Regions from separate parts of the Sus scrofa genome. Here region 2 is linked to region 1. Evidence: chromatin contacts called from public Hi-C data. All regions are on one chromosome and are shown on one strand. Each heading gives the region's core, a stretch centred on a gene start, on an enhancer-like site or on the middle of the called end of the contact. The rest is flanking DNA. Distances are from core to core; before and after follow the strand shown.

What was found. Hi-C and Micro-C count contacts between places; a contact is called where the count stands out from the background.
Region 2: a Hi-C map of retroperitoneal adipose tissue shows a contact between it and region 1, with 2.9 times the contacts expected there. The contact joins two enhancer-like sites. A contact is called at or near these places in 2 of 5 promoter capture datasets (fetal liver and liver), 35 of 47 Hi-C or Micro-C datasets (adipocytes, adipose tissue, alveolar macrophages and 19 more) and 2 of 2 datasets of contacts at active chromatin or transcription factors (alveolar macrophages and skeletal muscle).

Annotation. Positions count from the first base shown.
Region 1 is chr1:254,053,814-254,057,862 of Sscrofa11.1, forward strand. C1H9orf43 reads left to right here. Exons shown (of 10, transcript XM_021067775.1): 8 at 1,655-1,734; 9 at 2,461-2,527; 10 at 2,745-3,221. The coding sequence ends at 2,956. Among named protein-coding and RNA genes, the nearest start is that of C1H9orf43, 9.2 kb to the left of the region's middle. Within about 2 kb of position 2,203, at least 17 of the 83 cell types and tissues checked have an H3K27ac peak or open chromatin away from gene starts, as enhancers often do. A contact at or near this core is called in retroperitoneal adipose tissue and spleen, where this site is marked.
Region 2 is chr1:254,188,418-254,192,466 of Sscrofa11.1, forward strand. The region is part of intron 17 of RGS3 (regulator of G-protein signaling 3); the gene reads left to right. Among named protein-coding and RNA genes, the nearest start is that of MIR378B, 55 kb to the left of the region's middle. Within about 2 kb of position 2,279, at least 21 of the 83 cell types and tissues checked have an H3K27ac peak or open chromatin away from gene starts, as enhancers often do. A contact at or near this core is called in retroperitoneal adipose tissue and spleen, where this site is marked.

The sequences.
Region 1 (4,049 bases), core at 953-3,452:
CCCTCACCAGAGCGTTCTGAGGAAGCAGAGTCAGGGCCCTTGGCTTCCCAGCCACGGGTTCAAGTCTCAGCAGCCACACACTCTCTAGCCCCATCCAGGGATGATTCTGATGGGCCATTCTTTCCTCTCACATTCACCCTGGAGACAAGAGACTCCCCTTTTTGAGGTCCTTATCGTGTCTGAGCTGAAGGATAGACCTACCCCATTCCCTCTGACGTTTCTCAGCTCGAGTGCAGAATCGGGGGGAGGAGAAGGAATTCCCTTAAACCTTGAAAGATTCTTCTACCCTAAATAGACTGGACATTGCTGACTATAATGTGAAAATAACTGTTTAAGCATCAGAATTCACTCTCCAACCCTGGGGCCCTGGGAGGGCCCGGGTGAGCTGTTTCCTGAGAAGTTTGCTGCTCTGGGTTTATTTCCCATCCCACTGAGCTCTCTGATACCAACTCTGTCTTCTAACCAGAAGACCTAAGAAGGATCTTGACCTTCACATGGGAGGTAGACAGAAAAGAAGCTGTGGCCCAGGGCGGAAGTGCTTGTCCAGGGTTACCCCGTGCCCAGGGTGCTCCCCATTCCCCTGAGTTTCATGCTGGTGCCTTTCGTTCCTCTTCCTGATCCGCCAGTAGGAGTGGCTTTGCTTGGGCGACCGGGCTGCCCCTTTGAAGTATGTTCTTAGAGCAGTTCCATGTCCTCACTGAGTTGAGAAAGGCCTCTTAGAAGAGATGATTTTTCTACTGGATCTTGAATATGTGTGAACGTGGATGAGAGTTCATGGAGGGAGGGAGAGGCTGGGGAAAGGCGTCTTGGAGGAGTGTGGCTGCAGGGAGCACTGGGCAGTCTCCTTTGGCTGTGGGGTCGGGTGTCTAAGGGAGAGAGAAATCAGGTCGAATAGCCTGCTGCCATGTGTGATCCTTTTTTTTTCTTTTTTTTTTGTCTTTTTACAGCCGCACCATATGGAATTTCCCAGGCTAGGGGTCTAGTCGGAGCTGTAGCCACCGGCCTACATCAGAGCCACAGCCACGCCAGATCTGAGCTGCGTCTGTGACCTACACTCATGGCAGTGCTGGATCCTTAACCTACTGAGCAAGGCCAGGGATTGAACTCTTGGTTCCTAGTTGGATTCGTTAACCACGGAGTCATGACGGGAACTCCTGGAAGATGTTCATTTAAAGAAAGGGAGATGGAGAAAGCAAAGAATGAGTGCATTTAGGGACTAGTTGGGGAAACATCTGATACAAAAGAATCATCGATCTAGAATTTTTTGGCAAGAAGGACATTCATTTTCAGAAACCAACATTAGGGAAGGCACGAGAAAGTAAGAGGAGTATTCATAAACTGATAAGAATAGAATTGGGGTTTCGTTTGCTACTGTGATGTCCAGGCACCTGCCCCTGAGGTTTCTCGGAGGAATCCTGATTCTTTTAACCCTTACCTTACTGTAATTGCTAATTCTGTAATAGATGTGGTCATAGTCCCAAGTGAACAGATTTGCCAGTAGAACTCAGAAGGCCTAACTCCCTTTTACCTGCCTCTCAGGTCCTGTCTTGTCCTGAATGGGGAGTCACATGTAGACTAGGGGTCAACTAGAAGCCCAGCAATGGGATGTGAAATACCCATCAGAAGAGAACTGAACTGATCTCGTGGTCACTAGGTCACAGAACGCTACCACATCAGGAAGGTGACAAAAAGCAGCAGCAGCAGACTGAGACAGAAGGCCCTGCCGTGAAACAGGTGAGGGTGAACGAGGGCCATTTGGCTAGGGCCTGGTTTCGGTTGTCTGGCCTGTAGTGACAGTCTGTCATGCCCCAAAGCCGAACCACAGTGGTTCGCCATTTCTCACGATGCTGTGGGTTGACTGGACAGTTTTTCGGGTCTTGCTTAAGGTCACTCATGCAGCTGCATTCAGCTGGAGGCTGGGCTGGGGCTCTTGGCCAAACTGTCTTAATTCTCTTCCATGAGGCCTCTCCATGTGACTAGTTTGGGCCTCTTGACAGCATAATAATCTCATGAAAGCACTTAAGGGACGGGCCTGGAGCTGGAACAGTATCACTTCTGCCACATTTTATTTGTCACAAAAAAAAAAAAAAAAAACCCAAAAAACAAAAAAACAGAAGTCCAGCCTGGAATCAAGAGGAGAGGAAACTGGCTTTGCCTCTTGATGGGAAGAACAGCGTGTGACAGAGGAATGGGAGCGGTTTCTGGCAGCCACCTTTGCAGGCAAATCTGCCCTCAGTTGACAGTGGGGACGGGGAAGACCTGGGTTCTGGCTTCATGTGGTCAGCCTGGAGGGCAAAAAATATGTGACACAGGCTTCTCTCTTCAAGCTTAGGAGGTGGCATTTTGTCCTAGACATTAATTTTGTCTTAGACATTAATTTCTCCAAGGAAAGCATCTTTTAGACAAGCCCTTTGTTTCCTAAAATCCTGAATCAAGGTTCCTTACACTTATGGATTTCAGGATGCCACAAAGAGACCACAGATGGCCTCCTCTCAGAAATGCCTGGATTCCTTCCCCAGTAAGAAAAGTAAGTTACTAAGTAAGGTACCTAGTGACTGAGAATGGGTTGACCAGGATGGTTCACCTCCCTGGAGGGCACAGTCCTCAGCCCTCAGAAGGGTCCTGAAAATACCCCAGCTCTGCCTTTTCTGTCCTCTGTTTTTCACGGTTAGTTGGCAGAAGGCTACAGGTGCAATTTATGATGGTGTTTTTTGTTTTGTTTTGTTTTTTGTCTTTGTTTTTAGGTGCTGAATTACTCAAAATAGAATGTACTAGCAAGGACGTCAGGACTCAGGTGGAGGTTTTGCTGGAAGCCTCCAAGAGAACCCCAAACAGTGCTTCTAGAATAGGCTGGCACCCTGAGCTCAAACTGCTGAGGATTCTTCAGGCCACTGATGAAGAGGACGAGGAGAACCAACCTTCTGGGACACAGAGTGAAGAGTCCCTGGAGGCGTAGGTGGAAGGCATCACCAGGGCAGGCTCATTGCAGAGCAGGATGCTTGGATCCTGAGGACAGCGACCTTGGCCATGAGGGCGGGAAGGAGAGGGGACTGCTGCTCTCTGGAGCCTTTACTCGGGCCTGACCTTGGGGATTCTGTTTGCTTCTACTTGCTTCTAAAATAAGTGAGGGAGAAAAAGCCCTACCCCTTTCTAACATAGTTTCTCTTCCATCAGGGCCAGGATAATTTTAGTGATTAAATACAGCTGCTGCTTCATCAAAAGGCTCATTCTCTGTTTCTGGGAAGAGGGGAGAGATGTTTTTGGTATCTCTTTTCTGGGTTACTGTTATCTCCCCGCTGAAACTTTGAAAGGTTTCTAGTTACAGGAAGATGAATTTGGCCTGTGGGAACCCCTACCACGTTGCTTTTCCTTTTATTCTCTGGCAGTGGCTTCTTTCGAGAATGACATCTGCATCGTTATCACATAACATTCATTGTGATGTGACGTGTTATGTGTAATATCTCTGGGTATGTGGTAGGAGACGCATATTAACCTGAAAGAGTCTCAGGATCCAGTTCCTAAGTTACTAAGTCTGCAGGAAAGTTTCAGTGATGCTCATAAAGACTCAGAATTTCAGTGTCTTGGAGTCCTTTGCACTTGGTTTTTGGGAGGATTTTTTAAAATGTTTTTGTCTTGGGAGTTCCCGTCATGGCTCAGGGGTAAGGAATCTGACTAGTATCCATGAGAATTCTGGTTTGATCCCTGGCCTCACTCCGTAGGTTAAGGATCTGGCGTTAGGAGCTGTGTCCGTAGGTTAAGGATCTGGCATTAGGAGCTGTGGTGTAGGTTGCAGATGTGGCTCAGATCTGGCATTGCTGTGGCTGTGGCATAGGCCGGCAGTTGCAGCTCCGATTAGACCTGTAGCCTGGGAACTGGCATATGCCATAGGTGCGGCCCTAAAAAGTCAAAAATGTTTTTGTCCTTAAACTTTTTTTTCTTTTCTAAGGATCACACCTGTGGCATGTGGAAATTCCCAGGCTAGGGGTCAAATCAGCTGTAGCTGCCGGCTTACGCTACAGCCACAGAAGTGTGGGTTTTGAGCTGCGTCT
Region 2 (4,049 bases), core at 1,029-3,528, 130 kb after region 1:
ACCCCCGAGGTCACCCAGCCAGCGAGTGTGAAGTGGGGACCAGTATCCCAGAGCTGTCACCCCAGGAGGTGTGGCCTGCATCCTCCTGGACTTTGCTGAACCTGTCGCAGTGGGGGTGGCGGGGGAGGAGAACAGCCTAGAGGCCCCTGAGCCAGTGGTGGAGGCAGGGCGGTGGCTCCAGCTTCTGGGTGTCAAGAAGCCAGGCCTGTAGAGATGGCCTGAGGCTGAGCTGGGGTTCCTGGAAGCCAGCATCAAGCCAGGGCCCCAGACGCATACAGAGCTGAGCAACCCTATTCCAGAAGAGAGAAGGTGGGATTCTAGTAGCCTCTCTCTTTCTCCAACAACTTTCCATGTTACAGAGCACTTTCCTGCCCTTTCTCAGACTTGGTCCCCAGAAGCGGTAGTCTGGGATCACACACCTAGCAAGTGATCGAGGGAGGATTCCAGCCCCGAGTCTTCCGGCTTTACGTCCAGGGCTCTTTCTGTAAAATCCTGTGTAAGGGCCACTTTGAGATGGAGGCAAACCCCAGTTCACCCCTTACCTCCACCAGCCCAGCCCAGCCCAGCCCAGCCCAGTGCAGGAAGTGGGTTTTGAGGGCAGATGCGGAGCGGGCATCTGTGGGGGATGTGATGAGTCATCTCAGTGAAAGCTGCAGGTTGATGCTGGGGTCAGTTGACCTGGCTCCACATTTAGCAGCTGTGTGACGTTGGGCAAGTCACTTCCAGCGCCTGCTGCCACCCCCAACCTCCATAGCAGGCAGGGGTCTAGAGCCTAGGGGACATAGCTGGGGTGAGCAGGCCTCTGCGTGTCATACCTGGCACCCTTTCCCAGCCTGTTCCGAGCCCTGCATTGGATTGGGAAGCGGATTTGATTAGATCCTAAACAACAGCTCCATTTAGAGGGCCTGGTTCATTTCCTGTGTGCTTCTAGCAGGCGAAACACGCACAGAATTAACCCTGGTCCAGCCACGCCAAGGAAGTGGCGGATGGGAGAGACACGCTCCCCGTGGAAGGGGAAGAGCCGCGGCGAGCGCTCTGGACCCAGGGCCCTGGGTGAGCAGGCTGGTCCCTGGGGTGCCTTGGCTGGGTGCTTCTCACCCTCACCTGTTGTAACAACTGCCTTTTTGGGTGTCCGAGGCTGCCTGCACTTCCTCCATCAGACCACTCACCACGTTCACTAAGGCCAGTTGTTCAGCCTCTGTTTTTCTGCTCAGCTGAGGGCAGGGATTGTGTCTGACTTGGTCTCTGCTGTCCCCACCCCTATCCCAGGGTCTAACTCAGTGCCTGGAGAATGAATGAGGGCATGTATGAAGCCAGTCCCAGCCCTCCGCCTGCCCTACGGCCTGCCCAGAGCAGTCATACCTAGGGCTCTGCATGGGTCATTCTGTCGCTCACAGGACGGTCCCACGGCCCGGCATTGGCGTCCCTTCTGTAACCTGGCTCTCCTCTTTATCTCCTGTCCTAATTCTCTCACTCGCCACCCTGTGTCCCAGGTTTCTGAGATTTCCTGTTTCAGAGGCTCCCTTCCCTTGAGGTACTGGCACCCCTGCTTTCCTAGGAACACAGGCCTGGCCAGACCTACTCAGAGGCACACACAAGCCCATCCAGGGGCTGGGGAGGGAACCAGTGAGCTCTGGTCTCATGTGGGTCGGGCCCAGGTGCAGGGCCTCTGGTGGCAGGGCTCATAGCCTGCTCCCCCTCCGTCTAGACCCCAAGGACCCGAGTGGTGGGGAGAGACCCTTGGCCAGGACACATGAGTTCTAAAACTGGATCTTCGGTAATTCCCTTAGGCTCTGGGACCTCAGATTCCCTATCTCTAAGACAAGGGGAGACTAATAATTGCTACCAGTTTATCAAATGCCTCTCTGGGGCTGGCCGTGAAGAGCACGAGCTTAGTCCTCTGAGTCTGGTGTGATAGCCCGGCTCTGTTCCACATAAGGAAGCAGACTCTCGGAATAGCCAGAGGCTTGTCCATCTTCTCACCCAGCTTGGAGCGGACACTGCTGGAATGAGAACCAAGTCGGAGCAGGGTGTCTGAGCAGGAAATGCTGGGCGCTCAGTGAGCTCTGGGTCCTGGGTGGTTTCTCAGGTACCCTGGGGCGGGGGCCCTCTGGGGACAGAGGCACTTCCCCTCCTAGCTTTGTTTGGTTTGGCCTTGGTTTAGGGCAGGATTGGCAGAGGCAGGCTGACTTGCATTTCTGGTTTTGGGTCTGTTGCTGCACTTTCCCCGAGGGGTGGGCGGGCTCTGGCCACAGTCACTGCTGGTACCTCCGCCCCCATGCCCCCAGGAAAGGGGAAATGCTGCTGCTTCCCTCTGAGGGCCCAGGGCCAGGCCCCGGGGCATGGGGGCACCATTTCTGTTTCTTTCATCTGTCTTTCCAGATGGGGGTTTCTGGCCAGGGGACTGGGCTGCTCTGGGCCTGAGATCTGAAGTGAGCTTGGATGAAGGAGCCAGAGGCCTGGCTCTAACCCCAGCCCAGCCCTGCGGGTACATGTACCTTTGGGCAAGTCCCTAGGTCACATCCAGGCTGGGCCCTCTGTCTTCCTGTCAGTTCAGTGGAGGGTCTCTCTGATCCCTTGGGAACAAACTAAGGTTCCCAGGTGAGATTCCTGGACTGGGGCTCCGGGTATCCCAATCGCCAACTTCCATTCAGGGGCTGACAGTTTGTTTCTAGGGGTGTGTGGGAAGATGGGCCACTGTTTGAGTTTGGGACCATAGCTGTAATCACCATGACTACTGCCACCATCGTTATCCCGTTTCAGAGCTTTTACTTTTTATAGTCACTCTCCTGGTGTGTCACTGGGTCACATTGGTCATCCCACGTCGTAGGTGGAGACCCTGAGGCCCAGAGGGTTCCATGACTGACTCTGTCTGGCGCTGCCATGTAATTCTAGCTTGGCCCCTGCTCCTCGCTGGCCCTCAGCCTCCGCACCTGTGCAGTGGGGATTTGGGCTTGCTGACGTTCTAGGGTCGGAGGCAGTAAAGTCTGAGGGGTTCCCGGGTGGAGTCATCATCCAGCTGCAGGCAGGATTTCAGGGCAGGAAGTCCTCGGGGCAAGTGGGCCCCTGTCATTGGCTGTCCTGGGAACCAGACCCTGGCCAAGTCCTCCTAAGGCATTCTCCAGAGGCGTCCCCTCCCGGCTCAACACCTCTCCCTGCTGCTCTGGGGGTGGCGGTGAGGTAGGGAGGGCTTTCACTTGACTGCTTCCAGGTGGTGGCTTTTGCCCACACTCCTTTCACATCCGCTCTGGTGCTCCCAGATGCCACGGTGACCCCAGCATATGTGTGTGGCACCCTGCAGCTGCCTTGAGCTTTGGCTGGGCTGTTTATTCCCAGATGTGAGGCCCGGCTGGCCAAGGGCTTACATAAGTTCCCAGCTGCAGGCGTAGCCTTTCAGTTTCTGGCAGCTGTGCAGTAGTGGATAGCGGTGGGCTCAGCTTCCTCATCTGTCACATGGACATGAGCGGTTTTTACCATAAGAGCTCTTAACCTATGCTCTGAAGGACTCACCCCTGAAGTTCTCTGCCCGTGTGCGTTTGTCCCCTTGGATCTGTGCAGTTCCCAGGAACGTGTGGCATCTTTCTCTTCATTGTTCTGGGTGTTATGGCCTCTTCGTGGCATCTGGGCTCTGCGTAGTTCCAGGTCCAGCATTTCAAGTCCTTGACTACGATGAGTGGCCTAGCCTAGCCCCGGCCTGGGACACCCCTGACTTTCTTGGAGCCCTGGTTTTCCTGTGAGAGCTTCTTCTCAGACTCCCCCGAGGGTATGCTTTTTCCCTGTGCAATGAATCTGCAGGAACCCAGCAAAACCTCCAAGGGTTCTGAGGGTGGTGTGAGAGGCAGGAAATGCTTCCTTTTTATATATGGAACTTCTCTGAGGTTCCTCCAAGCACAGTTTAAAAATCACTGGGTGGCAGATGTCCCCAGATGTTTTGGGGACATCTGTCTAGTCCAAGTGTGGACAGTATTTTGAGGTTCCAGGTTTTTTTGTTTGTTTTCTGAGGGCTGCACCCATGGCATATGGAAGATTCCAGGCTAGGGGTCCAATCT